Regions from separate parts of the Sus scrofa genome. Here regions 2 and 3 are each linked to region 1. Evidence: chromatin contacts called from public HiChIP or PLAC-seq data. All regions are on one chromosome and are shown on one strand. Each heading gives the region's core, a stretch centred on a gene start, on an enhancer-like site or on the middle of the called end of the contact. The rest is flanking DNA. Distances are from core to core; before and after follow the strand shown.

What was found. HiChIP or PLAC-seq counts read pairs in DNA pulled down with a chosen protein or histone mark.
Region 2: a contact with region 1 is called in an H3K27ac HiChIP or PLAC-seq map of alveolar macrophages, with 13 times the contacts expected there. The contact joins the promoter of DAB2 here to the enhancer-like site in region 1. A contact is called at or near these places in 1 of 5 promoter capture datasets (liver), 15 of 47 Hi-C or Micro-C datasets (alveolar macrophages, blood, embryonic fibroblasts and 10 more) and 2 of 2 datasets of contacts at active chromatin or transcription factors (alveolar macrophages and skeletal muscle).
Region 3: a contact with region 1 is called in an H3K27ac HiChIP or PLAC-seq map of alveolar macrophages. The contact joins two enhancer-like sites. A contact is called at or near these places in 1 of 47 Hi-C or Micro-C datasets (embryonic fibroblasts) and 1 of 2 datasets of contacts at active chromatin or transcription factors (alveolar macrophages).

Annotation. Positions count from the first base shown.
Region 1 is chr16:24,641,367-24,644,066 of Sscrofa11.1, forward strand. The region is part of intron 2 of DAB2 (disabled homolog 2); the gene reads right to left. Among named protein-coding and RNA genes, the nearest start is that of C9, 67 kb to the left of the region's middle. Within about 2 kb of position 1,300, at least 17 of the 83 cell types and tissues checked have an H3K27ac peak or open chromatin away from gene starts, as enhancers often do. A contact at or near this core is called in alveolar macrophages and omental adipose tissue, where this site is marked.
Region 2 is chr16:24,775,610-24,778,309 of Sscrofa11.1, forward strand. It overlaps DAB2 (disabled homolog 2), which reads right to left and starts at 1,328. Exons shown (of 16, transcript XM_021076650.1): 1 at 977-1,328. The region is part of intron 2 of LOC102163534 (a long non-coding RNA gene); the gene reads left to right.
Region 3 is chr16:24,483,835-24,486,534 of Sscrofa11.1, forward strand. All of the region lies in intron 1 of FYB (FYN-binding protein), which reads right to left. Among named protein-coding and RNA genes, the nearest start is that of FYB, 23 kb to the right of the region's middle. Within about 2 kb of position 1,312, at least 4 of the 83 cell types and tissues checked have an H3K27ac peak or open chromatin away from gene starts, as enhancers often do. A contact at or near this core is called in alveolar macrophages, where this site is marked.

The DNA of each region.
Region 1 (2,700 bases), core at 50-2,549:
CTAAGGAGAAGTAAGATAGCTTTTTACCCAGAGAAAATATTAAGCCATAAACCCCTCACTCCAATCCCTTCCAGGCTGGAGAACGTTTCAAACCCAGCTTTTCCAGTCTTCTTACTTCCTAATCTACCTGCTCCTTTTTCTCCATCGTTACCTAAAAATCTAAGTGACAGCGCTCATGCATTCTGCCTCCTGGTAACGTCCCTGCAGGTGACACTCACTCAGCACCACCCCATTCCACCCCCCAGTTCACTCAAAATTTTACAGTAGTTAAAGGTCACTTGCCGCTAGCTAGCTTAGGGGCTAAGTTATAAGTTATGGCAGCAGAGAAACATTGCCAGGCTGCTTCTATATTGAGACAATAGCTTTTATGTTCCTGAAGCTTCATAAGCCCTACTGTTTCTCTATTGCAACAATGTAGGAATTAGCAAGAATTTGAACATTTGGAGTAAAATTTTGGATTAGAATAAGTTGGGAAGAAGAGGAAAAGGATAAGCTGGGTAGAGAGGAGATTCTACCTCACTTAATGAAAAAGTAACTTCCATTTTCAGACCAGGAAGCAATTTGTTCAGATTTTGCTTACCCTGGAGTCTCAGGCTTCCTTCCAAGGTAGGAGAAAGAGTCAGGAAGGGGAGTAACCATGGCAACCTGCCCAGCTATGAGGGCAAGGACAGTATGGGGCTCTACTGACTCAGACTTTTTATTTCTAGCCGAGGCCCTCAGTTTAGTCCGGGTGGTCCCTCCTTTCCCACTTCCTTCTGCTATGATGCTGACTTCAGGGGGAAGGATTGCTCCCTTTCTGTAGAGAGTCTGGGGGCGGGGGAGGGAGGTGGGAAAGACTTAAATGAGACCAGAGGAGGTCAGCTTGACCAAACTAAACTGCAGGCGCCAGGCAGAGAACAGAGAGTAACTCTCAGTCCGTTTCGCATAAGCCCAGCAAACTCCCTGGCTTTGTTAATATTAGGTGCTTAAGTGATTAACATTTTTCAGGTAGGCGGGTGGGGTCCAACTTTGACAAAGAAATTCCCTATTCCACTGTCAGTTTTCACCCAGGTACATAATTCAGTGGTTCAGTGGTTCAGGGAGCAAAATGAAAACAAAACATAAAATAAAGCATTCTAAGCACATTAGATTACCAGTCTTCCCAATAAGCCTTGGGGGTAGGTATTATTATTCTTTCCAGATAAGAAAGCTTAAGTACAGAGAGATGATGCAATCTGCTCATGGTCACATGAGCACCAGTGCTGTCTGTGGGATTTGAACTGAGGCAATGGGCTCCAGAACCCACACTCTCAACCACCACTCCCACCACTCAGCTGTGCTAGGTGGGAAGGGGAAGCCAGCCTGTGTGCTTGCCCCTTATGTCCATACTTAGCGTCATTTGTTCCCCTCACCAGAAATTAGCATGTCCTCTGTAGAAGGGGACTAGATGGCCTCCTTTCCTTCTGAGTCACAGGACTAATCCAGGCAGGATACATTACCATGAGTTAGGTTTCCCTTAAGCCGACAGATCTGACACTACAGCTATTTCAACTAAATGTGACTCCTGCCTACCTCTGTGCAGTTCAGTGGCACAGCTTCGACTTTAGAATTACACAGCAGTGCTCAAGAATTTTCAAATACCACATCCTGTTACACAGGTGTTTCATACTGCCAGTCGAGTTCTCATTCTGGTTCTGCCTGGAGGGTAGAACACCTTATGCGTTTGGTCAAATATCAAAACCTCCCCAACCAGTCCACTTTCAAGCCTTCCACTGGCCATTAGGGCAACTTAACACCCTGGAGAGCTCTGTCTTTGGCACCCTTCTCAAATCTTTCAGCATCTTATTTTTGTCTCCAAGAAAAGCATTAATTAAATCCTCAAGTCAGGAGAGACTGAGGAAGGGAAACACATGAAACCTTCAAAGCTATTCTGGTAAAAAATATTGGTGGTAGCAAGGACAGGCTTACAGACATATGAGGGGAGAAGGAGAAATGAAGCAGTGCATACTGGCTGTACCACTAACAGCCTGTGTCTTCGCAAAGCCTCCTGCTGACCAAAGCTTCTGCCTTCCTGCTTTCTAAATCTTCAGGTAACTGCGGCCGAGGAGGCCCATAAATATCACCCCAACTGGCTGGTCAGTAGCTTCCAGGGATCCCTGGACCCCCTCAAGCCAACGAGCATCTTAAAAGCAATTCCCTTCAACCCAAACAAGATGGCTGAAATCCATTCAACCTCTTGGACAACACAAGTAAGCTAATGCACAGGAATTTAGGCTTTTAGTTGAATCCACAACTATAAAAAGTTTTGAGTGGAAATGCAGACTCTGGATTCTGCCCTTAACAAATGAGGCAAGGCTTTGAATAAGTGCCATGCTCCTGTCCCTCTCTCACATCGTCAGGAGAAGATCTGATGGGTCCAAGATCATCAGAATGGCAACGACCAGTGTGTCAAGGCTCAAAGTTGGAAGACGTTCCCTTCCCATCTGCCTGTTCTGGCCATACATTAAAATGGAGAAGGGTATAGCTTAAGAAGAACTGATTTCTTAGGCAGCCATTTGGATAAGAAGAGACAGGGCCGGGAGTGGGAAGGGAAGGGGAAGTGAAGTTATTCATCACCAACAGGAAAAAAAACGAGACTGCTCTAGGAGGATCCCGATTAGGGATGTAGAAGAAATAACCTGTACCAGAAATACACACTGGGGAAAACCACCAGGCCTCCTT
Region 2 (2,700 bases), core at 78-2,577, 130 kb after region 1:
CTGTGCGAAGTCACATTGTGCGTTTGTAAGTAGGACTTCAAAACAACCCAATAAGAAATGGAAGAAAGGCTGTTTCTAAAGATAAGTAGTGAGTCTGGCCTCCCTACCTTTCTCTCTCTCAGTTTTTAAATGGGCTCAAGCAATTTGAAAACCAAAATTACTGGACAGAAATAATTACTGGGCAGAACTGAGATGCCTTATGTGGTGAGGGTAGGTAAATTTTTGTGAGGTTGTAACAATGGCTCTTTTTTATGCCCTGGAAGTCCAACATTAAACATCCACTTCCATCAGGGACTTTGGAATTGCAATATATCGAATGAGCTATGCTTTATTACATGCTGATGGAAGTAATCACGGCATAGTCACGCATTGCAGATGCTAGCAACTTCTTCCCTTTTGATGTAAAATATAACATGAAGTCTTTGCATTAAAGTCAGAGGTATAAAATCTGCTAGCATCTGTAAATATTTTATTCTTTAGGTACTCCCCGGTGCTGAAAATAAAATGTAGAGAACGTTGCCTGAATTTCTGAAATAACCTCCGACCAAGAAGAAACCACCCAGTTTCTTTATCATAACAGCTCCCCCTGCTGCTTCAAAGTGAGGCTTCGTGCCTATTTGCCGTTTTCCCTTCAGTCTTTGAGGGGCTCTGGAAGCATGGCTGGAAAACATTATCCTCAACTGAACCGTAGCCAGGAAAGTCTCAGGAGGGAATTCTTTCCTGACATAAAATTAAACCTGGCTTCAGCATATCTTCGGGGGGAAAAAGAAGGAAAACTTACTGTTGATGTTTCTTGGCTGGGCTTTCTTTCTGTTCTTAAAGCAACATTATTTTAGAAATCTGTAACAAAACCTGTCATCTGCCAAGTCAGCCCAAGCATCCCAGCCTCTCTCAGCTCAGCTCAGCTTTCTCGATCTTGCCTCCCTCCATGCAAACTGGGCGAAATTTATTCAAAAACAGATGCCTTTTAACTCACCTGTGGTAGAAGCAGTGACTGTCTCTTCCTTCCGTGGAAGGGAATCTGATGCCAAAAGTCCCACAGAGTCCAAGGCAGAGTGGCACCGATGTGGTGGTAGAGCTGCCAAGCCACAGAGTAACCAGGCCTCCAGGTGACTTGTCTTTTAGCCTTGCTGGATTGATAATTGTTGCACGACTTCAGCAGTGGCTCAGGAGCAACTGGCTGCAGGCAATATATTTTCAGGTCCAACTGGATGCACGGCTTATTTAGAGCAGAAAATCTGGGTGCTGTGGCCGTAGGAGGCCTCTGCCTCTCTGTGCCTGTGGAAGATGGTGTGATGAAGATTACTGTGTGACCTGATGCCACTGGAAGGAAGGTGCTGGGTTATTTATTCACCCAAGAGGCAGATGTTAGAATCACTGAGTTAAAAAAAAAAAAAATTGCCTCAATCCAGGGCGCTGATGCTCTGGTGGGTGAAAGACATCTTGCATCTCAAGCTGAGGCCAGATATACTGTTATCTACCAACCCAGTGCTGGTCCAGAGTCACCTTTTTCTCTGCCTTTCTATTCCCATCAAAAACAATGACTTAGAAAGTTTGTCAGTGGGTATGAGAGTATTACAGCAAGGGAACTGACACCATCAGAAGTTTTGTAGCACGCAGCATGATCATTATAGGTTCTGGAATGTTCAGGCACTGGTCTCTGGCTCTGAATGTGCTACTCTCATTAAAATGTATTTCTAGGATAAGAGAATGGTGTTTGGTATCATCTGTGCAGACCAGGAAACAGCATAGGACACACTTCACATACTCTGTTAGGAAGTGGCTGAGATGGGGGCTAACACACTGAGAACTTGCCTGCATGGCTTGGGTTTAAGACCTACTCCTAATTGTTTTCCTTGCTTAAGAACATCTCCCTCAACTGGCTTATGTAAGAGACTGCTTTTTGGATACGAAGGTATTCTCCATCTGAGACATTCATTTATCATTGTTATTATTATTTTGGCCACGTCCTATGGCATGCAGAAGTTCCTGGGCCAGGGATCAAAACCACACCATAGCAGTGTCTTAAGTTATAGCAGTGATAATGCCAGATCCTTAACCTGAAAGGCCACCAGGGAACTCCCTGAGACATTCATTCAAAATCTAAATATTTCAAGATAGTAAAGTAACATTATAGTGAACAGTGTTTTTAGCGGGAACAGTTAGCCAGTTAACTAACCACGCCCTGATGATGGGGATGACATTGGTGATTGGGAAGTGCTTCTTTGAAGAAGGTAGGTTGAGGCAGAAGGCTCAAGCCAGAGGCAGTGGGTGTTGAAGGGAGGGTTTTGGGGAGACAATAGGTGGGGAGACCTGGGCCTCTCTGGGACAAAATGAGAGCACTGTGAGCTAGCATTTGGCCAACAAGGATGGAAATCGTGAGGTCCATGAGGAGATAGGTTCAAGGAAGAGAGTAGAGTCGGAATATAAAATCACCTTCTCTCTCATAGTTTTCTGAGCCTAACCTGAGAACTGGTCCTGTTTTCCTCAATATCCAGATACTTACATAAAGTGATTTCATTGTTCCTCACCCTAATAGGTGATTTTCCCCTCCACTTGCTTGTGTAGGTCTCAGAATAAAGACTGGAGAGTTGGGTCCCAAAAGAGAGGGCCAGTTGTCACGACTTTAGCCTGCCTGTCATTGTCTCCTGCCTGGACCTATGCAGTTTTATTCTTTTCTCCACCCCCCCCCCATTCCAG
Region 3 (2,700 bases), core at 62-2,561, 160 kb before region 1:
TGTAGGCTGGCAGCTGTAGCTCTGATTCCACCCCTAGCCTGGGAACCTCCATATGCCGTGGGTGTGGCCCTAAAAGACAAAAAAAAAAAAAAAATTCTATAACTACAACTAAGTATAACTATACATTTAGTTCCTTAGTTTCTCTAGCCACATTTTAAGAGCTCAGTAGCCACATGTGGCTAGTGGCTATCACATTGGACTGTGCAGGTGAAAAGTATCTCCATTACCGCAGAAATTTCTATCATTCAGTGCTGGGAAACTGCAAGCAGATAAGCGCTGCTAGAGGGTAAGTTTTAAAGGGTGTGTGGCAAAAGCTAAGACTGGAGGTAGAGGTTGCAGCCAGAGGATGGAGGTTTTGCATGTCATACCATGGAGTTCAGACTTTACCGACTAGTCTTGGCGTTAGCAAACTTTTCCTGTAAAGGGCCAGATTGTAAATATTTTTGGCTCTTGGGACCACATGGTATTTGCTGAAACTTTACAACTCGACTTTTGTAGGATGAGATCAACCACAGACAAGACATAAAGGAACGAGTGTGACTGTGTGCCAGTAACACTTGATTTGTAAAAACTAACAGCAGGCTGGACTTGGCCCACAGACCATAGTTTGCTGACCACTGCACTAGGCCACTAGGAATCCCCTGGACAATTTGAAGCCAGAAAGTTGCATAATCAGATGTGAGCTTTAGTAAGATCATTTCTGTAGCAGAGTCAGGATGAATTTAAGGAGTGTGAGATGCTAGACCCTCCAATAGTCTGGTCAAAGAGGATAAAGCCCTGAATTCTGAATGCAGCCCATTGAACATGGTTCTTGAGGAGGGAATATGTATGTGCTTTTAAGTTAGGTGGCAGGGCACTGATGGTAGTGAAGAAATAGAAAATGACATGGAAGTGTTCCCGTTGTGGCTCAATGGTTAATGAATCCGACAAGGAACCATGAGGTTGCAGGTTCAATCCCTGGCCTTGCTCAGTGGGTTAAGGATAAGGTGTTGCTGTGAGCTGTGGTGTAGGTCACAGACGTGGCTTGGATCCCACGTTGCTGTGGCTCTGGTGTAGGCTGGCAGCTGCAGCTCCGATTCGACCCCTAGCCTGGGAAACTCCATATGCCCGAGAGCGGCCCTAGAAAAGGCAAAAAGACAAAATCAATCAATCAATCAATCAATCAATCGATGTGGAAGTGCAAAGCTTGGGTGACTGGGTAGCTGATGGATGCACCATCCTGGCAGCACCAGATTGTATGATATAGGAAGAACAGATCTGGGGAAAGATGATGACTTCAGTTTGGATCATGTGGCATTTGAGATGCCACACATGTGAGTCATTAGCAGTGGGTAGTAGCTGAAGCCTTGAGAATGACAGAGAATATCTAGGAAGTACACGCAGAGTGAAAGGGAGGCAAATGATGGTGCCTAGAGTATTACCAAAATGGAAGATGTGGGTTCAAAGGGAATTGAGAAGGAATTGTTACAGAGATGGGGCAGGTGGAGGGGAGTGTGCGGAACCAGGGAAGGATGGGATTGCAGAAATCAAAGGAAGACTCAAGTGCTGTTGAGGAGATAAGAAGGTTCCATTATGTTTGGCAATTAGGAGTCATTTTTATTGTATTCTATTTGCTTTTTTTTTTTTTTTTTTTTTTTTTTTTTTTTAGGGTTGCACTGTGGGATAGGGAAGTTCCCGGGCTAGGGGCTGAATCAGAGCTGCAGCTGCTAGCCTACACCACAGCCACAGCAACTCAGGATCCAAGCTGCATCTGCAACCTACACCACAGCTCACAGCATTGCCAGATCCTTAACCCGCTGAGCTAGGCCACGGATCAAATCCACATCCTCACGGATACTAGTCAGGTTTGTAAACTGCTGAGCCACAGAGGAAACTCCAGGGGTCATTTTTAGAATGTTTTTCAGAATAGATTTCACGAAATGAAATAAAATATGTTACCATCAAATTGTCAAAAACACCTTTTTTTTTTTTTTTTTTTTTTTTTTTGTCTTTTTACCTTTTCTAGGGCTGCTCCCATGGCATATGGAGGTTCCAAGGCTAGGGGACTAATCAGAGCTGTAGCCACCGGCCTACACCACAGCCACAGCAACAGGGGATCTGAGCCACATCTGGAACCTTCACTACAGCTCACAGCAACGCCGGGTCCTCAACCCACTGATCAAGGCCAGGGATCGAACCTGCAAGCTCATGGTTAAAAATTTTTATTTTTTAGAGCCCCACCTGCAGGATATGGAAGTTCCCAGGCAGGGGTTGAATCAGAGCTGCAGCTGCTGGCCATGCCATGCAATGCGGGATCTGAGACACATCTGTAAGCTACACCACAGCTTGTGGGAATGCTGGATCTTTAACCCACTGAGTGAGGCCAGGGATCGAACCCATATCCTCATGAATACTAGTTGGGTTCTTAACCTGATGAGCCACAGTGAGAACTCAGGAAGCTCATTTTGAATTCTCATTTGAAGCTCATTATGATGATAGCTATGACTTTTCACATTCATGGTTTCCGTGTGTGTGTGCTTATGTGTATGTGTGTAGTGTTAGGATTGCTTAAAAGAAGGGAGACAATTAGGGTCCTTTGAATTGGCCCTCGTAAATGATATGTCCAGCAATCACTCTATTTGTGGGTAGAAGGGCAAGTGAGATCTTATCTGGTCTTGCATGAAGTGATTTCAGTGCAAACCCTTTGGGTGAGCCTCATGC